4 separate regions of the Mus musculus genome follow, and all the other regions are linked to region 4. Evidence: chromatin contacts called from public HiChIP or PLAC-seq and promoter capture Hi-C data. All regions are on one chromosome and are shown on one strand. The core of a region is the stretch at or near the end of the contact, and the rest is flanking DNA. Distances in the headings are between cores, read along the strand shown.

Region 1 (3,710 bases), core at 755-3,254, 160 kb before region 4:
CTGTGACTGCGCAGATGAAAGGAAGAGGTTAGGCTCTGGAATTTACACCCAAGGAACTATTTCTACCTCAGCCATCTTCTGCGTGCACCCGTAATCTCTGGATCACTGAGAAACTATCATGCAGGTCATCTCAAGGCACAATGAGGGGTGGCATTACTAAATTATGAAATCAAATCCTCACTCTACACCCTTCAACTGACCCAATGGATTCACAGCTTTCTCTAGCCCCTCCCCCAAAGGAAAAAAATGTAACCTAGAGTCTCCTATGGTCTCCTTTTACTTAGTCACAAAACTGATCTGAGATAACATGGCATCCACAGCAGTGAGCATCATCTACGTGCTTCGATTTCCAGGGTCACATTAAGGGAAAGTTGCACACACAGTCTGGAGAGGTGACACAGGAAACAACCCAGGCTCGCCGTTCTGCTGAGCAAGAGAGGGCTCCTGCCTTTCCCTGCTCATAGTAGAGAGGTTTAAAAAAAAAATCAATCTCATTTATGAATGACAAGGGAAACTTGGAAAGATCCACAACTCACTTTTCCTGAAAACATTTTTACCTTTGAGATGAGTATCATGTCCCGAACCCCAGTTACCAGCCACCCTTTTCTCATCCTTTCACAAGAATCATCTTCCCAAAATGTCTACTTGTAGAAGCAAGATGTAGAATTTCACAGAAAAACTACAGAGAGTCACAGAGAAAGCTATACACAACCCCTGTTAGCCAGAAAGAAAGATCAAGAGGAAATAAGGCAGGAGATGCGTCTATCCAGACAGTAAAATAAAACAACCTCCCCTCCCCAGAAAGTGTGGAACCCATGAATAGGGGAGGAAGAACAACACATAGAAACTATGTTTGTAATTACCCATCCAGGATCTCTTCCAGGAGAAGCAGCTGATTGAAGTTTTGTGGGAATCTGACTGTGATGGGAGGACTGTATTTGAAGCTCTGGGCACGTAGAGATGGAATGAGAAGGAGGCTGAACTGGAAGAAACACCAAGGGGGGAGGGAAGAGGAGAGAGAGAGAGAGAGAGAGAGAGAGAGAGAGAGAGAGAGAGAGAGATCGCCAGCTACGCCTTCCTCCCAGCTCCAGGAGGCCCCGGCCAGCGCTCATTCCGGAACTGTGGAACAGGAGTCCGGGAGGCCAGGCAGCCCTGCGCTTGGCCCTGGCCTGGCCCGTCCGCGGACGACAGAGGCCCCGTGGCCAGGGCCCCACTCCTGGCCGGCTACAGAGCGCAGGGAGCGCACAGAGTGGGGGAGTTGTCCAGTTCAGCACCACGGCGACGCAGTAGGTGGGCGCTCCTGCTCCGAGAGCTGTCCAGTCCAGCACCGCGGCGATGCTGTAGGTGAGAGCGCCCGGTCGTGGGGAGCTGTCCACTTCAGCACTACGGCGATGCAGTAAGTGGACGAGCCCGGCCGGGGTGAGCTGTCCGTTTCAGCACCACGGCGATGCTGTAGCTGGGAGCGCCTGGCCCGGGGCTGCGCGGCCGTGAGCGGGGGAGGCGGGCGGGCCTGCCTGCTGCAAGACGCCGGCTAGCGCGCCCCATCGCTCGCTCGCTCGCTGGCTTCCGAGGAGCTTTGCGGATCGGGGGAGGGAACCCCGCCTCGATTCTCCGGGAGAAACCCCCTCCCTCCCCCACTTCGCCGACACTACCCCCGCCGCCAACAACAATAACCGCGGCTGCTCGTCCTGCCGCCACCGCGCCCGCCAACCCTGCTGCCGCTGCCGCTGCCGCCGCCGCCGCCGTTACCGCCGCCGGGGCACAACCATGGGAGGCGAGACCCCCTCACCGGTGCAGCTGAGCTCGAGGGCTTGCAGAAGACTGGGCAGTCTCCTCTGAAACGGAGGCGCCTCGAGGACCCCCTCCCTCCCCAAGGAAGAGAACTGGCGAAGCCACGGATTTTCATGGCGCAGGCCGCAGAGCCGCGAACGAAGACCGAAGGTTGCTTCCCAGCTCTTCCAGTCTCTAACTGTCTAGGTCCGGACCATGAGAGATGGTGTTGAGAATTCGGCTGTACCCTGGCGCGCTGTGGAAGCCATCTCCAAATTAGCGATCACATATGGAAACTGGAGACCAGAATTTTAGGAAAAGAGATTAAGGCATCTCACTTGGGGGGGTGGGGGGGTGTCTTTTTATTTATTTTCCCTTTTTTTAAAAAAATCGCTGCAACTGGAACAGTTTTTTGATCTCAAAAGGCAAGCCTCTCTTCCCGTGTGATCTTTATAATTTACACACTTTTCCGTGAGCTTTCTTATCTCCCTTTTTTTATATCTCTCCATATTCTCTATTCACACATATATCCATTATATTAGTAGTGGAATTACCAATCGCACCCTCACACACACGCTCCTGAGAACCAGAAGTCGGTTGGGTGTTTATATAATGAAGAATTATGGGGCTGTTTGATCGAGGTGTTCAAATGCTTTTAACCACCGTTGGTGCTTTCGCTGCCTTCAGCTTGATGACCATCGCTGTGGGAACCGACTATTGGCTGTACTCCAGAGGGGTTTGCAAGACCAAAAGTGTCAGTGAGAATGAAACCAGCAAGAAGAACGAGGAAGTTATGACCCATTCCGGATTATGGAGAACCTGCTGCCTCGAAGGTATTTGATTTCCAACCTCCTCCCCCTTCCCACGCCGCCCCTCCCCTCCACACCCCCCCCCCCGCCTCCAAATAAGTCCCCTCCACATTCCACCATTTTCCCACTTCACTCCCTCCGCCGCTGCCGCTGCAGATCAAGGTTGACTGGGTTAGTTTCAGAGGAAAGAAAATCAATAAGCAGAACCCACACTCTCTACTCTTTGGCTTCCACCCCGTCCTCCCAAACCTCCTCATTGGAATGATCTATGGTATGGTGAAAACAGGAAATTGTCTGTAGAGTTCAGATGTGCTCTGGATGCTTTGGAGTCCTTAGGGTTTGCCTTTGGGTCTGGCTTTGCCACCTATGAGGAGGGAAAAATAATTGCTTCCCTGTGTGCTGCTCAGCCTTTTGCAATGAAGGATTCAGAAAAAAATGCTCTTCCTCTTCTCTCGCTCCTCAAAAGTTACAGGCCCAGCACCATCTGCAAGTCTCCCTTTAAAAAAAGAAATCTGTTGTTTCTAAGAATCCTTATTTGGTAGATTCTAATTATTCTAGGAGCTCAAGCCGAGTTCAAGAGCATTTCGTAATGTCTACGAGCCCCGCGTACCATTCGAGGTGGCTGGCTGTGTGTATGTGTGTGTTTTTAACGTTTACGAAGTCTAAAATGCATGTGTCTCTCACAGGAAACAAGCCCAAGTTCTAATCAACAGCGGTCACTTGCGGGTTAGACCGAGCGCTGATTTGCTTCCACGCAGAGTGACATGTCTGTCACCCAGAAGCAAGTCGAGTCAGCACTGTGCAGGCAGGAGGCGAGGGCATGGAGAGGTTGAGGGGTGGAATGGGAAAAAATGGGGTGGGGGTGTCAGCTGTTGGTCTTGATCTTGCAGAGTCATTGGGGCATGTGCGCCGCATGTGCTGTGGGCTGAGGGGCTCCCACAATGTAAAGGCCAGGACACTAGGACATGAGGAAGGCATGTGCTTTTGGGATACATTAATAAACACAAGAGGGGGGAACTCTGCAGGTCATACAAGCTGCATTTAGCCACAGACTTTAATATGAAGGAGTGAATTTGCATAGCTATATCTGTCTGTGTGCAAAAGCCACCTATAGGAAGACAGACAGAGAGA
Region 2 (3,586 bases), core at 156-2,655, 160 kb after region 4:
CCACCCAGGAGGTCAGGTGTCAGACTGCAACTTCCAGAAAGTGTTGGAAGGCTCTTGAGGCTTTAGAGGCTGTGTGAGTCACTCTAAGCAGGTGGCTTCTCCGTGCTCAGTGTTGGGGGCCTTACTCAGGTGGAGGAGGAGGCCTCTTGGTAGGGCATCTCTGAAAGCAGTGGCTCAGCAGGGTCTGAGGAAGCAGGTTGGGATTCCTCCGAGCCTGTGTTTGGGCTGCAATGGCAGCGGAGAGGTCAGGTCAAGGGGCAGAGCTAAGGGTCCTAGGTAGGCAGAGGTCTCATGAGTCTGGCTCCGAGCTTTAAGCTTTTGGAGCACATGCAGGCCTGTATGTGTGTGTACATAAGTATATAGCATGCTGTGGATCTATTTACACACAGGAGTCTGTGTAGGTGCTGCTTTGTGCACTGAGTTCCTGCTTGATGTCTGTGCACATATTCTTGTGCACCAGGGCACACACTCTGTGCGTCTGCCTACATGTCTCTGCTTTTGTGCATGTGTGTCCGTGTGGGTTGGCTACCCTGCTTCCTGTTCAGTAGTGAATAATTCTCTGACTCCTCCTCACGTAAAGGAATTCCAGTCATCCAGGGCCTGGGCCTGGACAGCCCTGGGAAACAGTGCCTTCTGAAAGGAATGGAGAATGTTTCCTTTTATGGTAGCACCAGGCACTTTCTGCTCGTGCCTCGCCAGCACAGGCAGGTACATTCTTGCCTGCTCCGGAGCGGTGACTAAACATGCCCGCCTGCAGCCACAGCTGGGGCCGACCACAGGGAGCTGCTGGGGGAGGGCAGGGCCTGGGATGACAGAGATGCTTGCTTCAGCTTCGCGGGCCACACTGCTGTTGGGGAAGAAGGGGTGGAACCAGCTCTCCTCTAGCCTGGCCCCAGCCCCTCCTGCCATCTCACCCAGGCTCTGCTCCACTCTGGCTCAGTCCTTGTCTGGCAGCCTTGAAGAATGCATTTTGGGGAGTGGGGGGACAGGGTGAGGGGAAGGAAGGTTGAGTGCCCCCTTCTCGACTTCTGTCTGAGTAGTTCTCAGGGAGGTGGGGTGGTATTGGTGTGAGTGGGATGATGGGGCTCCCATTCCAAGATGGTTTCCTTTTTTCTTGTTTTTTTTTTTGGTTTTGGTTTGTCAGCTTTATGGTTCACCCTGCCTGGCCTTAGTCCACAGCAAATGGTTCTGCTGCGGCTCCCAAGTGCCTGGCTTGGTGGCTATTTCTTGGGAGATTAGAATGAAGGCTGCAGCTGGGGGCAGAGGCAGCTGCTGCCTGTGTGGGAAGTAAGGCTTCCTGTTCCTGCTTCCTGCATGAGTCCTGATAGAATAGGGATGGCTGTGTGTCCTCAGCACTGTGTGCTGCTGAGATTGGGCCGGCTAGAAAGCTCACCTACAGGAGGGCGGGTGATCTGCCCGGTCAGTCTGCCATTGGACGACTAAGTCTATGTCCCAAGGCCATGCACACAGAAAGCTATGAGTCATTCACCCTTGTCACATGGGGTCCTGAGCCTGTGAGAGAGCAGGAGTGCCAGCATGATGGCCAGTGGCCACCAGTGCCCCTGACCGGTTCTCCTGCTCCCTCATCTCCTCCTTGGGTCACGGCTGCTCTGTCATCGAGATGACAGTGGCCTCCTAGTTTACTGTACTCACAGGGTCAGCACCAGGTTTGTTTTGTGTGTTATATTTATCAAAATAATCATGAAGTAGGGTGGATAGCCAGTGTATGCTGTGCTGTGAAGCGTCACCATCAGGTACCTCACTGCGGTTCTGATGTTGCCAAACTGCCGGGGGCTGGGTCCAACTGCTTTAATTAACTGTACGGTTTGAGGTTGGCGTATTTCCTGGAGCTTGACCATCTTAGCTTAGCTTTCAGAGTGCAGGGAACTGTGGTTGTCCCTCCATGCAAAGGAGAACATTCCTATTTCTTCTTGCTGGATTTGTGAAGCTAGGGTGGCTGTTGGAAGTCCCCGCCACTGGTGCAGAGAGCAGGCTGTCCCAGGTGCATGCCGGAAGCTGCCATTCCTCCGTGGCTCCCTCTGTCCTGTCATCACCGTGCCTTACATGAGCCAAGCACCATGTATGTGGATTCACATGTGTCCCTTTACACGTGCTGCCTCACAACACAGAGAAGTGCATGGGGCTCAGAGAAGGCCACCATCTCTGGTCTTAGACTCTGCGAGGCAGTGGCCCACACTGGGACTGTCCCATTGCAAGCTAGGCCTGCCATGCTGCCTGCTCTGATTTCTGGCCCCTTAAACAGTATTCCTTGCGTAAATGTGGTCAGTGTTGCAGGTGCCTGCCATGGACATTTTTTCCTGATATTCACGGGATGGAGTGGGCAGGGCAGGGGTGTGCAGCCAGAGCTGGGGGCAGGCAGCTGCCTGGGGCTCTGCCATTGTAGGTGTCCCTCATCTGAGGCTGTCCACAGTCAGCCCAGGTTGGAGGCCTGGGAGGGTCCTTTCAGAGAAGCATTTAAGTCTTTTGTTCCTTATCTTGGCAACTCTTGGGATGGGAAGGGAGAGGTGTTTTCCTTCTTATCCAAGGTAACCTGGTGTCCTCTTTGTTGCAGACCGGGAAGATCAGTCCATCCTGTGCACGTAAGTGTTTGTGAGAGGGAGAGGGAGGGAGTGTGTGTGTGTGTGCATGTGCGTGCGTGAGTGTACGCATGTGTGTGTATGTGTGTGTGCACGAGTGTGCGTGTGCGAGTGTACCCATGTGTGTATGTGTGTGTGCGCGCGTACGTGTGGGTGTGTGTATGTGTGTGCATGCGCACCCGCGTGTGTGTGCGCGTGCATGTGTGTGCGCGTGTGCGTGTGTGTGCGCGTGCGTGTAGTGGTGGTGTTTATTGCTCTGATGATTTTGTTTGTGGTGCTGGGTTTGAGCACATTCACCCCTGCTCTTATTCTGTCAAAAGCAGGTTGATAAGCTCACTCCTAGTTCAGGCCCCTCCCCTCCCTGAGACAGGACTCAGAGCTATGCCTGGTGCTCTCAGGGAGCTTTGTGTCACAACCAAGGCCTTTGTCAGCCCTCCTCAAGTACTGAAGTGTGGGTGGGTGGGTGTGACAGCAGAGGAGGAACGCAGGCTCCAGCACGAGCCACCAGTAGGCTTTCCCAGACCCCAGCATGCCTTCTGACTCTGATTTGGTCTGATATGGCTACTTTCCGTCTTACTAAGGAGGTGGGAGTTCATGGAGCAGAAATTGCCTCCCAGAGATGTTTCAAGGGAGCACATATAAGTGTCTTTGGCTCCCAGGTCAACCGCTGCCTCCTTGACGGCTAAACAGTTGGGTCTGGAGGTTGCCAAGTGACCAGGGTGGGCAGTGGATATGAGTCACTTGGCTTTTGTTTGGCTCTGGTGGGCCATGGGAAGCAGACTGAGAGAAGATTCCCGAGTATCACATTCGGTCTGTTGTTCCTTTCTCTTCATGTTGGCTCCCTCATGGGTACCCACGGAAGGGCAGAGCGGTAGACAGTGCTGCTGTGTGGGGTGGACGGTGAGGATGCAGTCACCTCTCAGTGAGGGCTCCTTCCCTCTGTTGGCAGGGGGGAGTCTGGAGCAGGGAAGACAGAGAACACCAAGAAA
Region 3 (4,019 bases), core at 344-2,843, 250 kb before region 4:
TCTGCCTCCATATGGATGGGTCTTCGGGCATTTAGAGACTCCAGGCTCACTATAGCACAAGGGTCTCCAGTTGGAGAAACAGATGCTGTAACTGGGGCCACAGTATAAAGAGAGCCCAGACATTGAACTGTCAACACAGAAGCCTGGCACACTGGAACTGGCAGTCCAGCTGGGAACAAGGGGTAGAGGCTGAGGCCACTAAGTCAACTGAGGCAGGAGACATAGGAGCTAAAGCAGCTGAAGGGTGCAGGACAGCTGGGGGGTCTGAAGTGGGCCTCATGCCCAGAGCTATGAAGTCAGGGGCTGTAGCCTAGGAGCCTTGGAAGCCAGCTGGCAAGCTGTGGCCCAAAGACGCTGACTCACCAGGAGGGGGCAGCTGGAGCCAGGCACTCCTAAGGTTTCCAGGAAGGGCAGCCTTCCAGGGCTCAGCTAGGGGAGACAGTGTTGACAGCAAGTTGTCAGGCAACTTGAGCTACTGGGCAGCTGGGAAGCTGTCCCTTGGTCCCCAGTATCATCATCACCCCAGACGCTGCCCACCTGCCTCAGGTCCCACACAGTGATCCTCCCATCTTTAACACAACACATGACCAGAGAGAAAGGTTATAGCTCAAGGTCATGGGGGGATTCAGCGTGACTCACATTCAGAACTCTATGTGTATGTCTAGTGCTCATATACACTTCGAAGGCTGCTAGCCACAGTCTGAAACTTTGGGAGACCTGAGGGAAGATGGCAGCCTTGTACTCTGGTCCCGTGAGATGAAAAATGTCCTGTTTCCCAGAGGTGATACTCTGATCACAAAACATGGTAATCAAAAAGTATGGTCTGATGGTACTATCCCTTATCCCCCAAATATGACCAACTTGAAAGGTAGATAGCTATGCTGTGGGGCCTCTCTCACCTTAGCCTCCCTAATGGGAATTAGATGAAACACAACTCAGCTGTGTCTGGCCCTGGAGACTAGAAAGTGTGAGAAAAAGAGTCTTCTGGCAGATAAACTGGTGCCCAAAAGGGTCTTCTGACAGATAAACTGGTGCCTTCTTCCTCGCAGAAACCAAATCAAGTTTCAGAATGTGGTCAGGTGAGGGAGGGATGGAGCCCAGACAGAGAGCCTCTGCACAGAGGAGCTCTGATAGTCCAACAACCTCCTCCCTGGGTCCTGTGGCTCAGGTTTCAAGTTCTTAACATTCAGATTTTTCGCGGCATAAATTTGCATCCAGGACAGAAGACAAGAGGGTACTGGAGGCGTGGAGAGACAGAGTGCATAGCCCAGGGGCCACATCGGGGTGGAGGCTGGTCAGCATCATTTTTTCCCCACGCGAGAGGACATTGTCCGAGATGCCCAGATCGGAGCCTCTCTGCCTCCCGTATGCCCTTGACAGCGGCAGAACGCTCCAGTCTCTGCTGGTGGCCCTTTAGATCAGGAGATGGCCCCTGGCGGCGGGGTCCTGGGCGAGCCTCCTGAATGCCCGGACCCCATGGGCATGTGGCCCGCTCAGCTTGGCGGTGCGGCGGGACTGAGCTGCTGAGCTGTGCGCTGAGCCGGGCGCCCCCTGGCGCGGAGCCAGGCCGAGCGGGCGTGCGCCTGGCGCGCGACACTGCAGCGCTGGTCATATGAGCAGAAAGGATGAGGAGAACACTTTTTAATCTTTTCGCACTTGCTCTGCCCGCTCAAACAGTTGCAGGATGTCGATGACAGACGTGCTCAGCGCTGAGGACATCAAGAAGGCGATAGGAGCCTTTGCTGGTGAGCAATGCACCCCCACCCCACTCCCCGCGCCTGGCCCTGTCCCCTTGCCCTCTTCCCGCTTCTGGGGCACCCCTCATCCCTCTGCGAAGCCTCCCCAGTTTCTTCCCTCACGCATCGGGTCTCCATCCTAGGGGGTTAGCTCCTTGGTCCTATGCTTTCCAAGAGCTGCACGGACTGTGCTCCCTGACTGAGTCTCACAAAGTTGAGGGCTCAGAAGAGTGGCCTCTCCGGGAGAACTTGTGGGGGGGTCCAGGACCAAGTGCGAAGACCAGGGAGGAAGAAGCAAGGACCCAGACATCCTCCTCTGAGAAGTGTAGAAGGGTCTGCAAGCCTGGGCTTTCTCTTCAAGAGACCCCTTTCCTTGGCCCCCATTCCCAACAAGACTTTTCCTGGAAGGTAGCCCATTAGTGGAGATCCCCTCCCAGGACAGACATAAGGGCACAGTGACCTTTCTGCATCAGGCACCCAGCCCTGCCCAGCCCGCTGCAGCTCCCCATCTGTACCCCCAGCATCTAATCCTTTTAGGTAGTCCAAGAGAGGGGTACCCACTCGGCTGTGTGATCTCTTTCCTCTAGCTTAGATGTTCTTCCTCTGTCACCCAGGGAGGGAAACTGAGGCTGGGATAAGATTCAAGCTGTACAAGGTCACCCAGTCCAGCACAGGAAGAATGAGATCTGAGGTGGCCTCAGGTCTCAGTGCCCCACCTTGGTGTGTAAAAAGACAAAGCAACTTTTTTTCCCTCCAACTCTGGGCTGAGGGGAGACCATAGTTCTTAAGAGTTTCTGGACAGAGAGGGACATCTATCTGCTTTTTATATAGCTTCCTTCTCCTCCAGACACATACAGGAAGCTCCAAGAAGCCCCCCACCTCCCCCTGGAGCACTATGATAACCCATTCACAGTGCCTTGAGCCACCTTGTCACCCTGAGTATGAAACTCAGCTGAGTTCTTAGAAGTCCTTCATCCCACCCCCAACCACTGGGATGGGTCTCAGAATCTGTGCAGGACTTCTGGGTCCTCCCCTCCCCCTCCCATGATGTGACCTTGACAGAACTATGTCCTCACAGAGTTGATCTTTCTGATCACAGTATGTAGCCAATGAGAGAAAGCCGCCTTTCCATCCATCCTAGCTAGCATCCATCGCATGCCTGTGCACAGCCCACCCAGCCCTCACCCAAAAGGCTTCATAGAAATACAGTTCTCAGGAGGCTGACAGTCTCCCTGTGGCTCATCAGTGTGTGTATGGGGGAACCAAGAAGGGTCGACCTTGGGCAAAGCATCCTTTCCTAGCTGGGCTCCCTCTGTCCTCCTGTTCCCCACAACCATGCAGGTACCCTTTAATAAATGGTACAACATCTCTTTCCCTGACTTTCCCGGTGCCTCTCCCCTGTCCTTCTTTAACCTCCTCTTCCCCCTCAACCCCCAACAGCTGCAGACTCCTTCGACCACAAAAAGTTCTTCCAGATGGTGGGCCTGAAGAAAAAGAACCCGGATGAGGTGAAGAAGGTGTTCCATATTCTGGACAAAGACAAAAGTGGCTTCATTGAGGAGGATGAGCTGGGGTAAATTGAGGATGGGGCGGGGAGCAGGGCGGGGATGAACCTGGTGATAGCACCCAAAGTTCCCAGCCACCCCTCCTAGCAAGCGGGCTTTGCTTTGTCCCGGGCACCAGGGAAAGATACTTCCTGCTTCCGGGAGGGTCAATCCCTCAGCCTGGAGTGCAGCTAACTAGGTTAAATTATAGCCACTTAATATCGCTAATGGAATGGAGTTACTTAATAATTTAATACCAGTGAAGGAGCACTTATTCTGACTGCTTCCCACCGCAAGCAAGGCAGGAGGTATTCTCCTCAGAGTGTCATTGATTTCTGTGGGGCTGAAAGGCACCTTCACTGGTCTGGTCTGCAGACCCCCCTCGCCTCTGGACCAGAACTGCAGCCAAGCAACTTCTGGGCAAGCCAGGGAGGCAGAGGCGGCTCTGGATCTTTAGGGTCCTTGGAGCAAAGCTCAGAGGAGACTGGAAACCTGCATCAGCAGAGAGCCCTCTGCCCTAGCCCGCCTCAGCCACCTGGCCTGTATCTGATGACCCAGCTGTGCCTTCTGTTACTTTCTAGCCAAAACGGCTTTGAATTTTGTTAGAAACAGAAGGCAGAAGGTGTTCCGAGATGCATTTTAAGTAGGAACTTCCCTCAACCTATCCTGTCTCTCTTCCAAACTCTACCCCAAGGACACCTTCTTCTAGAACCTTCTTCCACCTACTTATGTATGCCCG
Region 4 (3,690 bases), core at 1,000-3,499:
ACAGCCCCGGGAGAGGGAGACCAAAGGCAGCCGCACTCTATGAAGGGTGAAGGCCTTGATGTTAGCTTCAGAACCCCATGACAAGCCCTCTCATGCAGTTTGAGATGCCTTGTGGAGGGAGAGCCTTCACAAGAAGTCCTGTTGCCCAGTGCTGCTCAACCTGTGGGTTATAACCCACTTGGGGGTTAAATGACCTTTTCACAAAGGTTTTCTAAGACCATCAGAAAACATTTACATTGTGACTCACAACAGTAACAATCACAAAGTAGCAATGAGCCAGGCAGTGGTGGCCCACGCCTTTAATCCCAGCACTTGGGAGGCAGAGGCAGGTGGATTTCTGAGTTCGAGGCCACTGGTCTACAGAGTGAGTTCCAGGACAGCCAAGGCTACACAGAAACCCTGTCTCAAAAAACCAAAACCAAAAAAAAAAAAAAAAAAAAGTAGCAATGAAAATAAGTTCATGGTTGGGGGTCACACAATATGAAGTGTCCCAGCCTGAGGAAGGATGAACTGTGCTGTCTGTCCCTAGCGACCTAGGTGTGCCTTTGAAACTCTCTCCAAGGACAGGGTGTGGTTGGGAGGTGGCCCTTGAGGAAGACATCTTCAGAGTGTCTGTTGGGTAGCTTACAAGGGCTGGAGAACATCTCAAGCCAGTCTGCACAAAGCAACGTGTCACGTAAGAACATGTGTTTAAAGGCTGTGGACTGAGTGCTCTGCTGAACACTTCAGTAATTGGCCTGCCTGCCTGGGCATTCTCACCTGCCCCTTCAGAACTGGGGTGTGAGTGGGAGCAGAGCTATGGAGAAAAGGAAACAGGATGGGGATTGCCTTACTAAAGAGGCAGGTTTCAGCAACATAATTGAACTAACTTAAAGAGGCCAGCAAAGGATGCTGAGCAGAAACCTTGGCGTTTCTGAGAATCTCAGACTTGGAGCAGCCCTGACTGAGATTTTAATGTAGAGTGCAAACAACATAAAATAGTGTGACAAATGTCTTGGGCTTCAGGAGTGGCCCAGAATCCAGATCCCTTGGTCCAATCCACCTACAAGAAGCTCCTGTAGCCCTGCGCTGTGGGCTGTAGATCAATGGCTGGGAATCCTGCACCTTAGCCAGGCGTGGGGCTCCTGATCATTCCATTTCCATCACCAAAGGCAGACCAACTTTCTAGTTCCTTTTGGTGCCTGCCCATCCTCTCCACAGTATCTATGAAATGCTCGGCTTTATTTTCGGTGAGATACCTTGTCTACCCAGGATAGCTCCAAACTAAACCTGTGGGCTGAGGTCTCCACAATGACAATAAACTAAAGTTTATGTCTGCCCCCAGGGCGGATTTCTTTAGTGCAGGCTCTAAAGAAAACACCAGCATTCCGGGTGTGCTTTCTTTCACCAGGAAAATCATAAACGTAAATTTCTAAGGGCAAATGAGGGAAGCTGCAAGTGGGCGGGGTTCCGATTAGGCTTCCAGGAGCAAGGCTCCTTTTTAATGGGAAGCAGCTACAGTCACGCAAAGCTGGTAAAGTCCTTCCCAGATGTTTTTCCTAAGAACCCTCAGCTTCTGCATCGCCTTGTGAAGGTCGCTATCCTTTCCTCCAAAAGGCACACAGTATTCTAATTAGCCAGGTGAGTAACTTGGTCTAGGGAGCTAGCCTGAATATTCAAATCCTCCTTCCTACACAGAATTGCAGTTTGAGCCTCTGGGTTGGGGAGTTTGAAGCAGGATTTCACACAGTCCTCTTGTCTCAGTCTCACGATTGCTGGACATACAAGAGTGAGCCACTATGCTGTCTCAAAACCCACTTAGCTTTATCTTTGTTTTATGCAAACCTTGTCACTTTGTATTGACGAGTCAGTTACAAAGTGCTGGGAATCGCTTCCCTTGGCCACCCTTCGTACAACTGAACGATCAAGACTCTAAGACAATAATTGGTTCATCTGTCTTGGCCTCTCCTCAGTCCCACAAAATTGACTGGCCAATTAGGTTCAGTCTTCTACAGTAATAAAGGGATATAAATGGCAAGGTTTTCTCCAAAAATCTCTCATCTTCTGGCACAAGGATTAGTACAAATCAAAAGGAAGGGCCAGGCGTCCCATCATGGACCTGCTGTTCCCCAAGGCACCTCTACCCTCAGAAACAGCGCTCACAGCACGTGTGCGCCACTCGCGCCCCGGCCGCCCCACCAGTCCCGGCGTGCTGCGCGTGGCACACGTGACCCGCCCCCTGCTATTGGCCCGGAGTGGGGAGGGGCGTGGCCGCTGTGGCGCGAGTCAGCCGTAGCTTCCCTCCACTGCAGCCTGTCGTGGGAGCATCGCTGGGCTACCGGTGGCGGCAGCGTGCGGGTCGGAAGCTCAGCCTGGGGACCGCGCACGCGCCAGAAGCAGTGCGGGATAGCGGAGACCGCGGCAGGTGTGCTGGGGCATCCTCACGTGATCCGGGGGGCTGGGGCGGGGCCTTAGAAGCCACACCTCCTTCAGGGTCCCGTACCCCCACCCCCAGGGTGAAAGGTGGGTAGACCAACCAGAACCTCTGAAGGGTCCACCTGGGAAGACCTCCTCCCAAAATGCAGGGCACATCCAAAATGAGTGGAAATTGGGGAAACTGCCTCTCCTTTGGGGTGGAAATTACCATGACAATAAGGGAGTCTGACACCCTAGGAAAGTGGACTATGGAGATGAGCTGGGGATTCAGAATTCCTGTGGGCCCTTGATCCTACCTGAAAGAGATGGAGACGGGATAGATGAGCCCCTAGGTCCCGGGGTTCAGTACTAGCCCCGCTCCAGATCCCTGGGAGGCTCAAGCGCCTGGTTTCTCGTTCCTCGGGAAAGCCGGCTGTCACCAGCTGCCAGCCACGAGGTGCGAGGCCTCTCCTCTACTGTGCTGCAGGATGGGTCCCTCGGGGCTGCTGGTGGCCCTAGCCTTGCACCTGGCAGTGTGTTCCCGTCCGCACCGGGACTACTGCGTCCTGGGCGCCGGTCCTGCGGGCCTGCAGATGGCCGCCTTCCTGCATCGAGCCGGCAGGGACTACGAGGTATTCGAACGCGAGTCCGCACCTGGCAGCTTCTTCACTCGCTACCCGCGCCACCGCAAGCTCATCAGCATCAACAAGCGGCACACGGGCAAGGCCAACGCCGAGTTCAACCTCCGCCACGACTGGAACTCGCTGCTCAGCGACGACCCACACCTGCTCTTCAGACACTACTCGCAGGCTTACTTCCCCGACGCCAGCGACATGGTGCGCTACCTGGGTGACTTCGCGCGGCGCCTGGGGCTCCATGTGTTATACAACACAAACATCACCCATGTGACCCTGGACAAGGATCCACAAGCCTGGAACGGCCATTACTTCATTCTGACGGACCAGAAGGGCCAGGTTTACCAGTGCAGGTAAGGAGCCTCAGGACACAGCCGAATTGGCCTCGAGATTGGAGAGAATGAGAAAGGGGCTACTTCTTGCTCCCAATGGGGTTCAGTGCCAAGCAAAACTTTTTTAAGGTGCGTCCTTACAAAGCTGTGGCTGAGTATGTTTGGGGAAATCTAGCAATTTATCGTACAGGATTTGCCAGGCTCTATTGCCTTCGCCATGGTCCTGTGGTGTTGAATACTGCCTGTGAGCTTAGCTTATAGCCAGCAACCCATGCAGGCAGGTCCAGCCTTTTGACACTACTACACTACATATTCTTTCTTTCACTACT

Evidence for each region. Promoter capture Hi-C pulls out the DNA fragments that hold promoters and counts their contacts. HiChIP or PLAC-seq counts read pairs in DNA pulled down with a chosen protein or histone mark. Capture Hi-C pulls out chosen DNA fragments and counts their contacts.
Region 1: a promoter capture Hi-C map of pancreatic islet shows a contact between it and region 4. The contact joins the promoter of Cacng2 here to the promoter of Foxred2 in region 4. A contact is called at or near these places in 4 of 39 promoter capture datasets (the SN4741 cell line, embryonic stem cells, frontonasal cranial neural crest and 1 more), 3 of 484 Hi-C or Micro-C datasets (cerebral cortex, embryonic stem cells and nephron progenitors), 2 of 115 datasets of contacts at active chromatin or transcription factors (embryonic forebrain and embryonic stem cells) and 1 of 9 other capture datasets (pancreatic islet).
Region 2: a contact with region 4 is called in an H3K27ac HiChIP or PLAC-seq map of epiblast stem cells. The contact joins the enhancer-like site here to the promoter of Foxred2 in region 4. A contact is called at or near these places in 5 of 484 Hi-C or Micro-C datasets (LSK cells, embryonic stem cells and extraembryonic endoderm stem cells), 11 of 115 datasets of contacts at active chromatin or transcription factors (the HPC-7 cell line, T-cell acute lymphoblastic leukemia, double positive thymocytes and 7 more) and 4 of 9 other capture datasets (adipose tissue, embryonic stem cells, liver and 1 more).
Region 3: a promoter capture Hi-C map of the SN4741 cell line shows a contact between it and region 4, with 6 times the contacts expected there. The contact joins the promoter of Pvalb here to the promoter of Foxred2 in region 4. A contact is called at or near these places in 5 of 39 promoter capture datasets (the 3T3-L1 cell line, the SN4741 cell line, cranial neural crest and 2 more) and 3 of 9 other capture datasets (embryonic stem cells, liver and pancreatic islet).

The regions. Positions count from the first base shown.
Region 1 is chr15:78,117,574-78,121,283 of GRCm38.p6, reverse strand. Cacng2 (calcium channel, voltage-dependent, gamma subunit 2) reads left to right here and starts at 2,004. Exons shown (of 4, transcript NM_007583.2): 1 at 2,004-2,603. The coding sequence starts at 2,393. It overlaps A730060N03Rik (a long non-coding RNA gene), which reads right to left and starts at 2,489. Exons shown (of 2, transcript XR_875456.2): 1 at 864-2,489.
Region 2 is chr15:77,796,015-77,799,600 of GRCm38.p6, reverse strand. Myh9 (myosin, heavy polypeptide 9, non-muscle) reads left to right here. Exons shown (of 41, transcript NM_022410.3): 4 at 2,573-2,600; 5 at 3,547-3,586. Among named protein-coding and RNA genes, the nearest start is that of Apol8, 43 kb to the right of the region's middle. RefSeq lists an enhancer at 1-1,841. Within about 2 kb of position 1,405, at least 315 of the 459 cell types and tissues checked have an H3K27ac peak or open chromatin away from gene starts, as enhancers often do. A contact at or near this core is called in the HPC-7 cell line, T-cell acute lymphoblastic leukemia, adipose tissue and 10 more, where this site is marked.
Region 3 is chr15:78,201,811-78,205,829 of GRCm38.p6, reverse strand. It overlaps Pvalb (parvalbumin), which reads left to right and starts at 1,593. Exons shown (of 4, transcript NM_001330686.1): 1 at 1,593-1,745; 2 at 3,177-3,309. The coding sequence starts at 1,685.
Region 4 is chr15:77,955,281-77,958,970 of GRCm38.p6, reverse strand. Foxred2 (FAD-dependent oxidoreductase domain containing 2) reads left to right here and starts at 2,249. Exons shown (of 9, transcript NM_001017983.2): 1 at 2,249-2,404; 2 at 2,882-3,382. The coding sequence starts at 2,883.